Regions from separate parts of the Mus musculus genome. Here region 2 is linked to region 1. A link is a contact called in public HiCAR-type data. All regions are on one chromosome and are shown on one strand. Each heading gives the region's core, a stretch centred on a gene start, on an enhancer-like site or on the middle of the called end of the contact. The rest is flanking DNA. Distances are from core to core; before and after follow the strand shown. Region 1 holds the start of Ly6f (lymphocyte antigen 6 complex, locus F). Region 2 overlaps Gm28114 (a long non-coding RNA gene).

What was found. HiCAR-type assays count read pairs that join an accessible place to other places.
Region 2: a contact with region 1 is called in a HiCAR-type map of kidney, with 3 times the contacts expected there. The contact joins the enhancer-like site here to the promoter of Ly6f in region 1. A contact is called at or near these places in 1 of 15 datasets of contacts at CTCF or cohesin (pro-B cells), 3 of 484 Hi-C or Micro-C datasets (liver and nephron progenitors), 2 of 115 datasets of contacts at active chromatin or transcription factors (embryonic stem cells and kidney) and 2 of 9 other capture datasets (adipose tissue and embryonic stem cells).

The regions. Positions count from the first base shown.
Region 1 is chr15:75,266,571-75,272,085 of GRCm38.p6, reverse strand. Ly6f (lymphocyte antigen 6 complex, locus F) reads right to left here and starts at 3,665. Exons shown (of 4, transcript NM_008530.2): 1 at 3,606-3,665; 2 at 3,287-3,384; 3 at 2,190-2,306; 4 at 1-453. The coding sequence starts at 3,356. The coding sequence ends at 236.
Region 2 is chr15:75,374,205-75,379,702 of GRCm38.p6, reverse strand. All of the region lies in intron 1 of Gm28114 (a long non-coding RNA gene), which reads left to right. Among named protein-coding and RNA genes, the nearest start is that of Gm28114, 16 kb to the left of the region's middle. Within about 2 kb of position 2,767, at least 5 of the 459 cell types and tissues checked have an H3K27ac peak or open chromatin away from gene starts, as enhancers often do. A contact at or near this core is called in kidney and liver, where this site is marked.

The sequences.
Region 1 (5,515 bases), core at 2,416-4,915:
GCCAAGATTAGCAAGCCACAACAAAATGGCATTCTAGGAAGTACATATTTGAAATTCCTAGAGAGGAGTGGGGCATTTACCAAGCAGGGGCTATAAAGTTGAAACAACGTATTCCACAAACACTACTCCCACCTTGGAGCTTCAATATCTCATAATTCATCACTAGAGGGCTCCAGGAAGGAATAGTTGCAAATGAGGATAAAACAACAAGGGTGGAGGTCCTTGGAAGGACCTTTTACAGCAAGGTCTGCAGGAAGACCGAGCCCAGATTTAACAGAAGCACCCTTGTCATGGTCCAGGTGCTGCCTCCAGTGGAAAATGGTGCATTGCAGAGGTCTTCCTTGCAACAGGAAGTATTCACGTTGACAGTAGTACCCAGGATCTCCATATTTTCAAGATTAGCAGGGCAGAAAGGAAAGCAGAGTTTGTTCTTTACTTTCCTTCTTTGAGAGTCTGCAAAACATCATGGAGTGACTCACTTATTATGCAGGGGCAACAGAGCATCCCAATGTCTGGGCCACAAGCCACCAGGCTGTATTACCCAGACACATCTCTAAGACATATTGAAGCCAGACATGTTAGCTCAGACTTGAAATCCCAGAACTTGGAAGACTGAGGCAGGAGAATTTTTATGAGTTCAATTCCAAACTGGGCTACATGGGGACTATATCCTTTGGCTACAGTGAAACATTGTCTCAAATAACAAATAAATCAAAAATCAAAACTGTGGGCTGGTAAGGAAGCTTGGTGGATAAAGCGCTTGTGTGCACAAGCATGAGTTCCCAGTTCTCATTACTAGAGCACATCAAAAACATGGGCAGTCATGGTGGCCTACTTGTATATCTGTGCTCAGGACACAAGGATTGAGATCCCCGAGGTAAGCTCACAGCCTAGACCAGCTCAATCTGCAAGCTTGTGGTACAGTGTGAGTCACTGCCTCAGTAAATAAGATAGTTGTCACAGAAGATACCCATCAACTTCTGGGCCCCATACACTTGTACCTTGCCAGTGCATGTACATCCACACATGTGTACACAGGTGTCCTTATATACAATGTGCTGGAGAAGCAGCTCAGTCAGTGAAGTGCTGGCCACATTGAAGCCTAAGGACCCAAGTTCAATAACCAGCAACCATGTAAAGAGCCAGCCAAGCCTGGGAGTGCTGGTTATGATCACTGTGCTGGGCCAGGAATTCGTAGGTCCTAGGAACTCCCTGCTAACTCCCTCCACTCTACCCACAACATACTTGGCAAACCTTAGGTCTTGATGAAAGATCTTGTCTCAAAAAAACAAGGTGATTGGGACTGAAGACATGGCTCAGCAATTAAAGCACTTGTTGTTCTTACAGAAGTACAGAGTTTGGTTCCCAGATGCATATCTTGGTTTACAACCATTAGTAATTCCAATTCCAGGAGATCTGAAACTCATTTGCATAACAAAGTTGACTGTGGCTGAGGAATGGTACTTAAAGATTTCCTATGAAATTTGTATGCATTACATTACATTACATATATTCATACATGTGCATCCACATTTTCACACACACACACACACTCACTCACACCACAAAGACACAGCACACTATATGATCACCCAGTGGCACAGCAGAAAGGGCAACCAGCCTCTCAGACTCTTGCAGTTCCCCAGGCAGTTATATCTAGGAGTCCTGCTCCAGGAGACAGGCAGGATGTGGTCAGAGCAGGAAACTGGATAGCAGGGTGGGGCTGCTCCTGCCTTGTCTATCTGAGGATATGCCTGGAATGTGCAACTTTGCAGGATTTGATATGTCCTAAGGTCTCTTTCTACTGAAATTCCTAAGTCATTCCTTTAGCCTAAACTCCAGATTCCTTCATTATATGCAAAGGCTCATTAGATGTTTCCAGCTCTCCTGGTCTGTCAGTGAGCCAGTGAGACCCTAGATGAAACACATGAGTAGGAACATCACTTGAGTGCACTGGCGACAGAGGAGGAAGATGAACACTGTGCATGCCAGTAGGCAGCCTTGCTTTATGATCCACATCCCAGCATATCCCTGGACCCCAACAGCCCCCACTTTGAAGGAATCCCACTCCAAACCCAAGAAAGCTCTGTTTCAAGGGAGGAGAACCATGGTCCTTAACAAGTGCCCAGATCTGATGTTTTCTTCCAAGCTACCCTCAGCCATCTTTATGGAGGCCACAGGGAACTTACCCACAATAAGTTCTACCTGCTGAGAAATGCAGACTGCATCAGGGTAGGGGCAGGTAATTGATTTGCAGGCAATTCCAAGTGAAACTCCCAGGCAGTTATAGCACTCCAGCCCCTGAGCTGAGAAAAAAGCCAATATATGAGGGCTAGTTCATGCCCTTCCTAGAACAGAACCCTTCTCTCCAATGTCTTTACTTCCACACAGCTGCTGGGTGCTAGGACAGAGCAAGGATATTACTGCCCAGTCACCTCTGCCAAAAGCAAAAGTGAACCATGACCCTCCATTGTTCAAGTATGCTCGGCCCTGCTGCCTCAGCTAGCCAAACCCACAGCAGAGACCTGCACCCCAAGGGGAATTAGAGGGGCAATCACCATATTGGGAAAACAAAGATACAAAATGTCTGCTCAAGAAATGAGTGGGTGTGTAATAGGTAGTGGGGCCATCAGATAGGGAAGGCTTTTCTGACCTGTCCCACCCTACACCTGCAGAGCTGGCCCCTGTATATTGAAGCATGACAAAGCACTGAATGTCCCAGAGTCCAGCTCAAAGGTCAGACTCACCATGAGGTTTCCTGCAATACACATGTAACTAGAAGTATAGGGGTATCTGAAAGCTCAGACTTCTTAGAATAGAGATGTTCTAGCATTTGGGCCTCGTGTGGCATGTGCTGGGCATAAGGAAAAGTAAAATGCCAAGATTTGAGGATTCCAAACCCTTGGCTTGGCCTTCAGGCCAGAAAAAGAAGCCTCTACCAGTTTGTGTGCACCCAGGCCAGAGGCCTGCTTGGTAGACCAGGGCAGCAGGGTTAGAGTCTAAAGGACAGGCTGCTCTGGTGGTCAGGGTTTGTGGCACAGGTAGTAACATTGAAACGTCTTTCTGGTATGTAGTGATGGTTGCAAGGCAGGCGCTGGCAGGGTTACAGACCCAGTAAAGCACACAACACATGAGGCTTCACCCATCACAAGCCGATTCCCAATCCCCTGACACCAGCACACCTTGGGCACTGAGCACACAATGGAGGTGCAGGTGTAACCACAACCCTGAGGCAGTTTGCCATCTCCATTTTACCCTCCTGGCCATCTCTCATTTTCCACCTCACCTCTTTCTGCACACAATAGGACCACAAGAAGGATGAGTACACAGGACTTTGTAGTGTGACAACTGTCCATCCTTGGAGAAGGGCTGCACAGATCAAACCTTGGAAGTTGAAGCCAGTTATTAGATCATCATTCACATCCCTGGGCTCTCACAGGGCTCAAGCATCCACTCTTCCCACCCTCCAACACTCCCCCCCCCCCCAGCTTTCCCCAAGGAATACATGTCTGCCTATTTCTCTCATCCACCACCCACCCAGCTTTTCCTTCCTAATCTCACACTCCCAACCCCAGCCCTATCCTGAGGGCTCTTCCCTTTGTCACCTAGCAGCTCCCTCCTGACACCAGTCCTTACTTCCTCTCTGACCAGGTTGCAGGCACAGTGGTAAGATCTGTCAGATGTGCACTGAAGTAAGTACTTTAATTTCCTTTAGCTCCTCCCAGCTGACATCCTGAAGAGGGAGGGGTTTCTATACTTACTTCCTCCAGGCCAACATGTTTATTGGTTAAGATTTAGCAAGGTTTGTTGGTGATCTGGTCAGCAAGATTTATAGCTGTTGAGGAGGGAGGACCACTCAGTTGGGGAGAGACAATGGTGCTGTAGGAATAAGAGAGCAGAGATGGAGGGGCCACAGTTGGCTTGTGCTTGCCCTCAGAAAGCAAAGGAAAGAGGCAACTTGCTCAGCCTTTTCCTAGTTTTTTTGTTTGTTTGTTTCCCTTCATCTTTTGTTTTTGTTTTTGTTTTTCGAGGCATATTTGCTCTGTGTAACTTTGGCTGTCCGGGGGACTTGCTCTGTATACCAGGCTGGCTACAACCAATACTTTCAAAGGCAAGTGCTGTAGCTTGTGTTTTTTGCCACCACCACCAGACTTTTTCTTGTTTCAAATTAGAGGGTATGAGTTGCAGTGGCTCAGAGCCCAGGGCCCTCCTTTTTATAAGCAGGCAAACAACTGACAAATACCTGGCGACTGGCTCTACAGGGTCTTATATTCAAAAAGTGCAAGTCCTGAGCAAAGAATTTACTGACAACTGGGATGGAAGTTACTAAGCAGTGTCTGATATGTTTGGGTGATATAAGGGGCTGCAGGTGCTATTAGCATCTGGTAGCTAGAGTCAAGGCAGTTCTTTTCATGGCACAAGGCTTTTTTTTGCAGAGGGTGGATGACCCCAGTGTCCCTGCTGCCCAGAAGCCACCATGAAGAAGCCACATGCTATTTCTTCCTCCTCCAGTTTGTATGTGCCCTGTCTCCTCACCTATGAGGTCCTAGTCCAATGTGTCCCAAAAAGGACATAAGTTTCCTTGGCCTTTATGTCACTACCATGTGGCATGGTATTGTAATAACTCAAACCTTACTAATTAGCCAAATATTGATGGCATCTGTGGCCCAGCCTTGGGATGAGCAGCAGGGCCTCCACAGCAAGCCAGAGTCTGAGTTTCCTAACCTAGTGGAGCTGAGAGCACAGTAAGTAGCCCATGTAAGTGTCTACAAGGCACTGATACAGGTTAGAGTAGGAAGGCTAGGCACCGAATGAGACCTGAGCTGGAAATCATCCTGAGATGATGCCACAGTAAATGAACAGGTATGCTCAGAGGACAATGAGTCAGAAAATGGACCACAGCATCAGTGAAGGTGAGCACATCCACTTAAGCAGGCAAGGCTGCAAAGGGAAGGAAGCCAGAGGCTCAGAGAACATCAAGCAGATTCTCCTGATGTAAACCACAGGGCAGACCAAAGTATCTCAGTCTTTCTAGCATCTCTAGTTGGTTCTACATGTATATCCAACTCCAGTGTCAAAGTTCTAGGTTATGCAGGATGATTAATCGAAAGAAAGAGAGACTCTGTAGGCTGAAGTCAGAATTCTCAAGGAGCAGTGGGGAATCAACCTTTCCAGGACTAAAAACCAAACCCAAAGACTGATCAAAGCCTTTGTGCCAACCTCAGGAATTCATGACACAATGGTTCTGTTAATATTCTGTTACACTCCAGGGCCTCTATCCTACACTATTACAAAATATCTTCCCTGTTAACCTATAATCCACATTTGCCACCAACATTGTATAATCCAGCACAGTGGTAGGAGGAAGAGAGCAAGCAAGAAATGTTTTCTCTCTAATTCCTTCATTTGTGGACCTAGGCATTGGCTCATGTATGAACAAGTGTATGTGAAAAAAAAAAAAAAGCAGACAGCAAACCCCTGCAAACAAACAGGGCATCAGTGAAAGATCCAAGAG
Region 2 (5,498 bases), core at 1,518-4,017, 110 kb before region 1:
GCAACCACATGGTGGCTCACAACCATCCATAATGAGATCTGGTGCCCTCTTCTGGAGTGTCTGAAGACAGCTACAGTGTACTTACATGTAATAAATAAATCTTTAAAAAGAAGAAGAAGAAGAAGAAGAAGAAGGAGGAGGAGGAGGAGGAGGAGGAGGAGGAGGAGGAGGAGGAGGAGGAGGAGAAGAAGAAGAAGAAGAAGAAGAAGAAGAAGAAGAAGAAGAAGAAGAAGAAGAAGAAGAAGAAGAAGAAGAAGAAGAAGAAGCAGATACCTAGGAATAAGTTTAAATAAGGGCGCACAAGCCTGGGACTTAAAGCCGTGCAAGAAATGAAGGCAGGCCTAAAGAAATGGAAGAGTATTCAAGGCTTAAAGATAGTAAGGGTTTTTACTTACTTAATAATAATTATGTATTAATCGTATATTATTATGTGCACACATGCATGTGACATGTGCATGTGTGGAGGTCACAAGGCAACTTACAGGAGTTCTCCTACTCTGCAGATCCCAGGGCTCAACCTCAGATTGCCAGGTGGAGGGTGGAGAGAGAGTTGAGGAAGGAAGGAAGGGAGGAGATGAAAAAGCAAGGAATGGCTCTTACTGAAATTCACATGAGATTGGAAGGGTCACAGAATTTGGTGGGGTGAGTCTTTGATCCCAGGTCTCCTAAGGCAGGGACAGGAGCATCAGAAGTTCAAGAGCATCAAAGTTTTAGCAAGTTCCTGAGTTACTTGAAATTGTGTTTCAAAGAAAATGAAACAACAACAGCAACAAAAGAAAACCTAAACAAACTAAAACAAAAGCCAGTGCAATACACACAGACAGGTGTGAGCAGAGTCAAGAAATCCACACTCAAGTACATGCTGGGGTGCTTTTTAACAATACTCCCATGTCTGTCTCTGTGGAAAATAATAGTGTTTGCACAGCTGGTTCTGCGAAAGCTGGGTACCATCAAAATCGATCCTTACCTCAAAAACCACACCAAAAATAATAAAATAAAATAAATAAAATCAACCTAACTATATTCACAGTTTCATCTCAAGAACTAAGCAGTCACTCTTAGTTGACAAATTCTTTGGCTTTTAAGGAGAGCAGCTGCTTAATTTTTAAAAAATTTTTGTGCTTGTTTGTTTCAGATAATACCCTTCAAAGAAAGCCACTTAGAACCAGCCCAAAACCCCTGTCACCACTCAGTAGACCATAAACTTGCTTGCTGTCATGCTCAATTCTGCCCCTAGGCAAGCTCCTCTCTGCAATTGAATTTGGGATTGAAGCTGTGACCTCTTCTGCCCTGACATAGTAGCTTAGTCTCGAAAGTATAAGTTTCTCCTTAACCTTCCTGACTTATTTAGAGAGGTGAGCTTTGGGACTCTCATTTCTTCTTTTCCTTGCATGCAAGAGCAGTTTCTTGGAACAAACACACTGTGTTCAGTTAGAAAACTACAGTTGTTACAAAACAGGAGAACTCCATCGACCTAGGTTTGGTTATGGTGCCTTACACCAGAATACAAGTAATAACAGAGACCCGGACTTAAGAATAAAAACCTTAAGTGGGTTGTGGTTGTGCTGACCTGCAGGCCCAGCACTGGGGACAGTTTGCCTGCTCATAGGAATGAAGTCCTTGGGCTCTGAGGCACTTCTATTGTGAAACATGAAAAAGCCAGGTGGTGGTAGAAGAAGCAGTGACTGCAGGATATGGCTTTGATGGCTATGTGTTGGAGCCTGCCTGGTCTAAATAGCAAGACCCAGTACAGCCAAATTTACAAAGAGAAATTCTGTCTCAAACAAACAAACAAACAAACAAACAAACAAACAAACAAACAAACCAAAAAAACCCATGAAGCAAAGCAAAACAACAAAAACCAGGAAAAGGCTGAGCAAGCTGTCTCCTTCCCTAGCTTTCTGAATGGCAAGCACAAGCCACCCATGGTCCCTGCCCCTCTGCCCTCTTAGTCCTCCAGTACCATGGTCCTCCCCAACTTCATGATCCTTTCTCCCTATCTGCTATAAAAACTCTGGCTAAGTCTTACACAATTATCATGTTGGCCTGGAGGAAGTAAGTACTAAAAATCCCCCCCTTTTTTGGGAAGCCAGCTGGGAGGAGCTCTGAGAAATTTAAGTACTTACTTCAGTTCACATCTGACAGAACTTTCCACTGTGCCTGCAACCCTGTCAGGAGGGAGCTGCAAGGTGGCAAAAGGAGAGTCCTCAAGATAGGGTTGTGGTTGGGAGTGTGGGATTAGGAAGGAAAATCTGGATGGGTGGTAGATGAAAGAAGTACGCAGACATGTATTCTTTGGGTAAGCTGCGTAGAGGGTTGGACAGAGGGAAGATTGAATGACTGAGCTGAGTGAGAGCCCAGGGATGTGATTGGCAGTCTATTAACTGGCTTCCAACTTCCAAGGTTTTATCTGTGCAGCCCTTTTCCAAAAATGGACAATCCTCATGCTATTGTGTGCTCAAATTCCTGTGTGCTCATCCTTCTTGTGGCCCTACTGTGTGCAGAAAGGGGTCAGATGGAAAATGAGAGAGGTACAGGAGGGTACAATGGAGATGGAAATGGGCCTCAGGGTTGTGGGTACATCTGTACCTCCATTGTGTGCTCAGTACCCGAGATGTGCTGGGGTCATGGGATTGGGAATTGACTTGTGGTGGGTGAAGCCTCTTGTGCTGAGGTGCTTTACTGGGTCTATAAACCTGCCAGCACTTGCCATGCTACAATCTAAATATGCCAGCAGGACTCTTGGCCCTCACTACCTTGTCCACCAACCCTGGCCTCCAGAACAGCATGTCCTTCCTTAGACTCTACCCTTCTGACCTGGCCTCTCAGTCAGGCCACTGGTTTACATGCAAACAAATTGGCAGAGCCTTCTTTTCCTGTATCAGCTGCCAGCTCAAGGGGTTTGGGATCATTAACTCTGGGAATTTGACTTTTTCTTATACCCTAGCCCATTCCATATGAGGTCCCAATGTTAGAACTTCCCTCATCTAAGAGGTCTGAGCTCTTAGATACCCCTGTACTTCTAGTTACATCTGTGTTGCAGAAAACTTCATGGTGAGCCTCAACTTTGAGGTGCACTCTGGAAAGTTCAGTGCTCTGTCATGCTCCAATACCCAGGGGCCAGGTCAGCAGGTGTAGGGTTGGATAGGTCAGAAAATCCCTCCCCTTCTTGTGACCCAAGTACCTGTTTACATACCAACTCACTGCTTCAGCAGACATTTGGTATCTATGTCTTCCCAATATGGTGGCTGTCTCTCAAATACTGCTTGGGGTGCAGGTCTCTCCTGTGGGGCTGGCTATCTGTGATAGCAGCACTGAGCATATTTGACCAACTGTGGCTCTTGGTTCACTTTTGCTTTTGGTAGAGTTTAGTGTACATTAATGTTCTTGCTCTGTTCTGTGTGAAAGTAAAGACATTGGAGAGGAGGGGTCTGGTCTTGGAAGCACATTACCTAGCTCTAATGTATTGTCTTCTGCCACATACCGGGCCTAACTAGCCCCCCTCAATCCATGGGAATCAGGGGTTCCAGCAGATGGGCATAGGGTCGGCGGAAATTGGGGTGACAAACAGACTCTACACAAGGGAGTGTGGATCTGAATGTAATTTGTCTCAAAGTAAGCACCGGTCTTATAAGTGACTTTTACACAAAACAGAGGAATGCCTACATGGAAGGACTGGCAGGAATCAACTGAGATAAAATTTAATGTTAACAGCTGGGACCAAAAAACAGCTCCACCTAAGATCCACTTAATCTTAGAAGTCAGGGGCAAGGGCTTCATGCCCTTGCCATAGTTCCTATTCTAGTCTATTGTATAGTCCACCTTCCCCCTAGGCCATTGTAATTACTTGTGTATGGGTGTAACTCAGCTATCTATAGTTCTAAGTATCTACTCTGGTTCCTCCTTAGATCACAAACTTCCTTCTTCCTAGATAATGGTAAATTCCTGTGTAGGGCAGTGACTTAGCTACCCATGCCCAGGGTTGGCTCAAGGACTGCCTAGAATCTATCTTAGCTATATGTCAAAAGTTCAATCCTTAGAAGTACTTATAATAAAGCAATATTAAGGGAAAGCACACAGATCCATTTCCCAACTAAAGCAAGGACATTGGAGCATTCGTTATAAGGGATGCCACAATTCCAGGAGACTAAGTTTCTGTGAACTTTTTGCCTCGGGATAGTGCCCAGGTTTTCGGGACCTTGTCACTACTGGAGTGGATGTAGCAGTCTTCCTTCTCAGCTTGGGGGCTAGAATGCTACCATTGTGTGGGGATCCCACTTGATAACTTCTGCAAATCACTTCCCTGCCACTACCGTGATGGATTCTGCATTGCTCAAGGGGCAGAAATTATTATGGGTAAGTTCCCTGTGGTCTATATAAAGATGGGTGAGAATAACATGGGACAAAAGATCAGGTCTGGACACTTGTTGAGGATCATGGTTCCCCTCCCTCCAGGTAGTACTGAAAGACTCTGAGAGGAGCCCATCGCTCAGGCCTCAGGACAATAGCGGACACCCAAGAACTCACAATAGACCAAGCTTGATGCAAACCACATGAGGCTTTATTCGGGGAAAGCCAGAGCTCTGGGGACAACTCATATCCCACGCAGGGGTAGAGGAGTCGACCTCGAGGGGGAAGAGGTCCCAGTTTTTATAGGCCCTCAGGGGGGAAAGGAGAAGAGGGGGAGTAGGGGATTTCCAGATCTAAACAATGTCTATTCTCAAGAAATGGGTATGGGAGGGGTACAAGGAAAGAGTCTGGTGCAGGTGTAGCAACTCAGGATTGGCCGGGCTGTGGTTGCTGGGGAGATTTCCTGACTCTTTCTCAGCAACCAATATCACAAACATCTGGCAATGGGCTTCATCAGTGGGCACACACATGGGTTCAAGGAATGGTCAAAACATTGGCAGACACACAGGTTCAAGGAGTGGCCAGAGCATTGTGCACCTCTATTTTTCTAAATCAGTGAAGCTAGTTCTGCTAACAATGACATCTATCTTGCCAATTTCAGGGCTTCTGTGACCTTTTACATTCTGTCAGGATCTTTCGGTACTTTCCTGATGTTGGAGTTGGACTCCTGCAAAGTGGGGGCTGTTGGGATCCAGAGATGTGCTGGGATGTGGATCATAAAACGGGGCTACCCATTAGCATGCATGGTGTTCATCATCCCACTCTATTGCCAGTGTAGTCATGTGATGCTCCTGCCTATATGTTATGTCTAGGGTCTCACTGGCTCACTGACAGACCAGGAGAGCTGGAAGTATCTAGTGAAACTTTCCATTTAATGAAGGAATCTGGAGTTTAGGCTAAAGGAATGACTTAGGAAATTGATAGAAAGTAGACCTTAGGACATATCAGATCCTCCAAAGTGCCAAATTCCAGGCCTATCCTCCAGATAGATAAGGTAGGAGCAGCCCTTCCATGCTGTCCAGTTTCCTGTTCTGACCACAGCCTGCCTGTCTCCTGGAGTAGGTCTCCTAGATATAACCGCCTGGGGA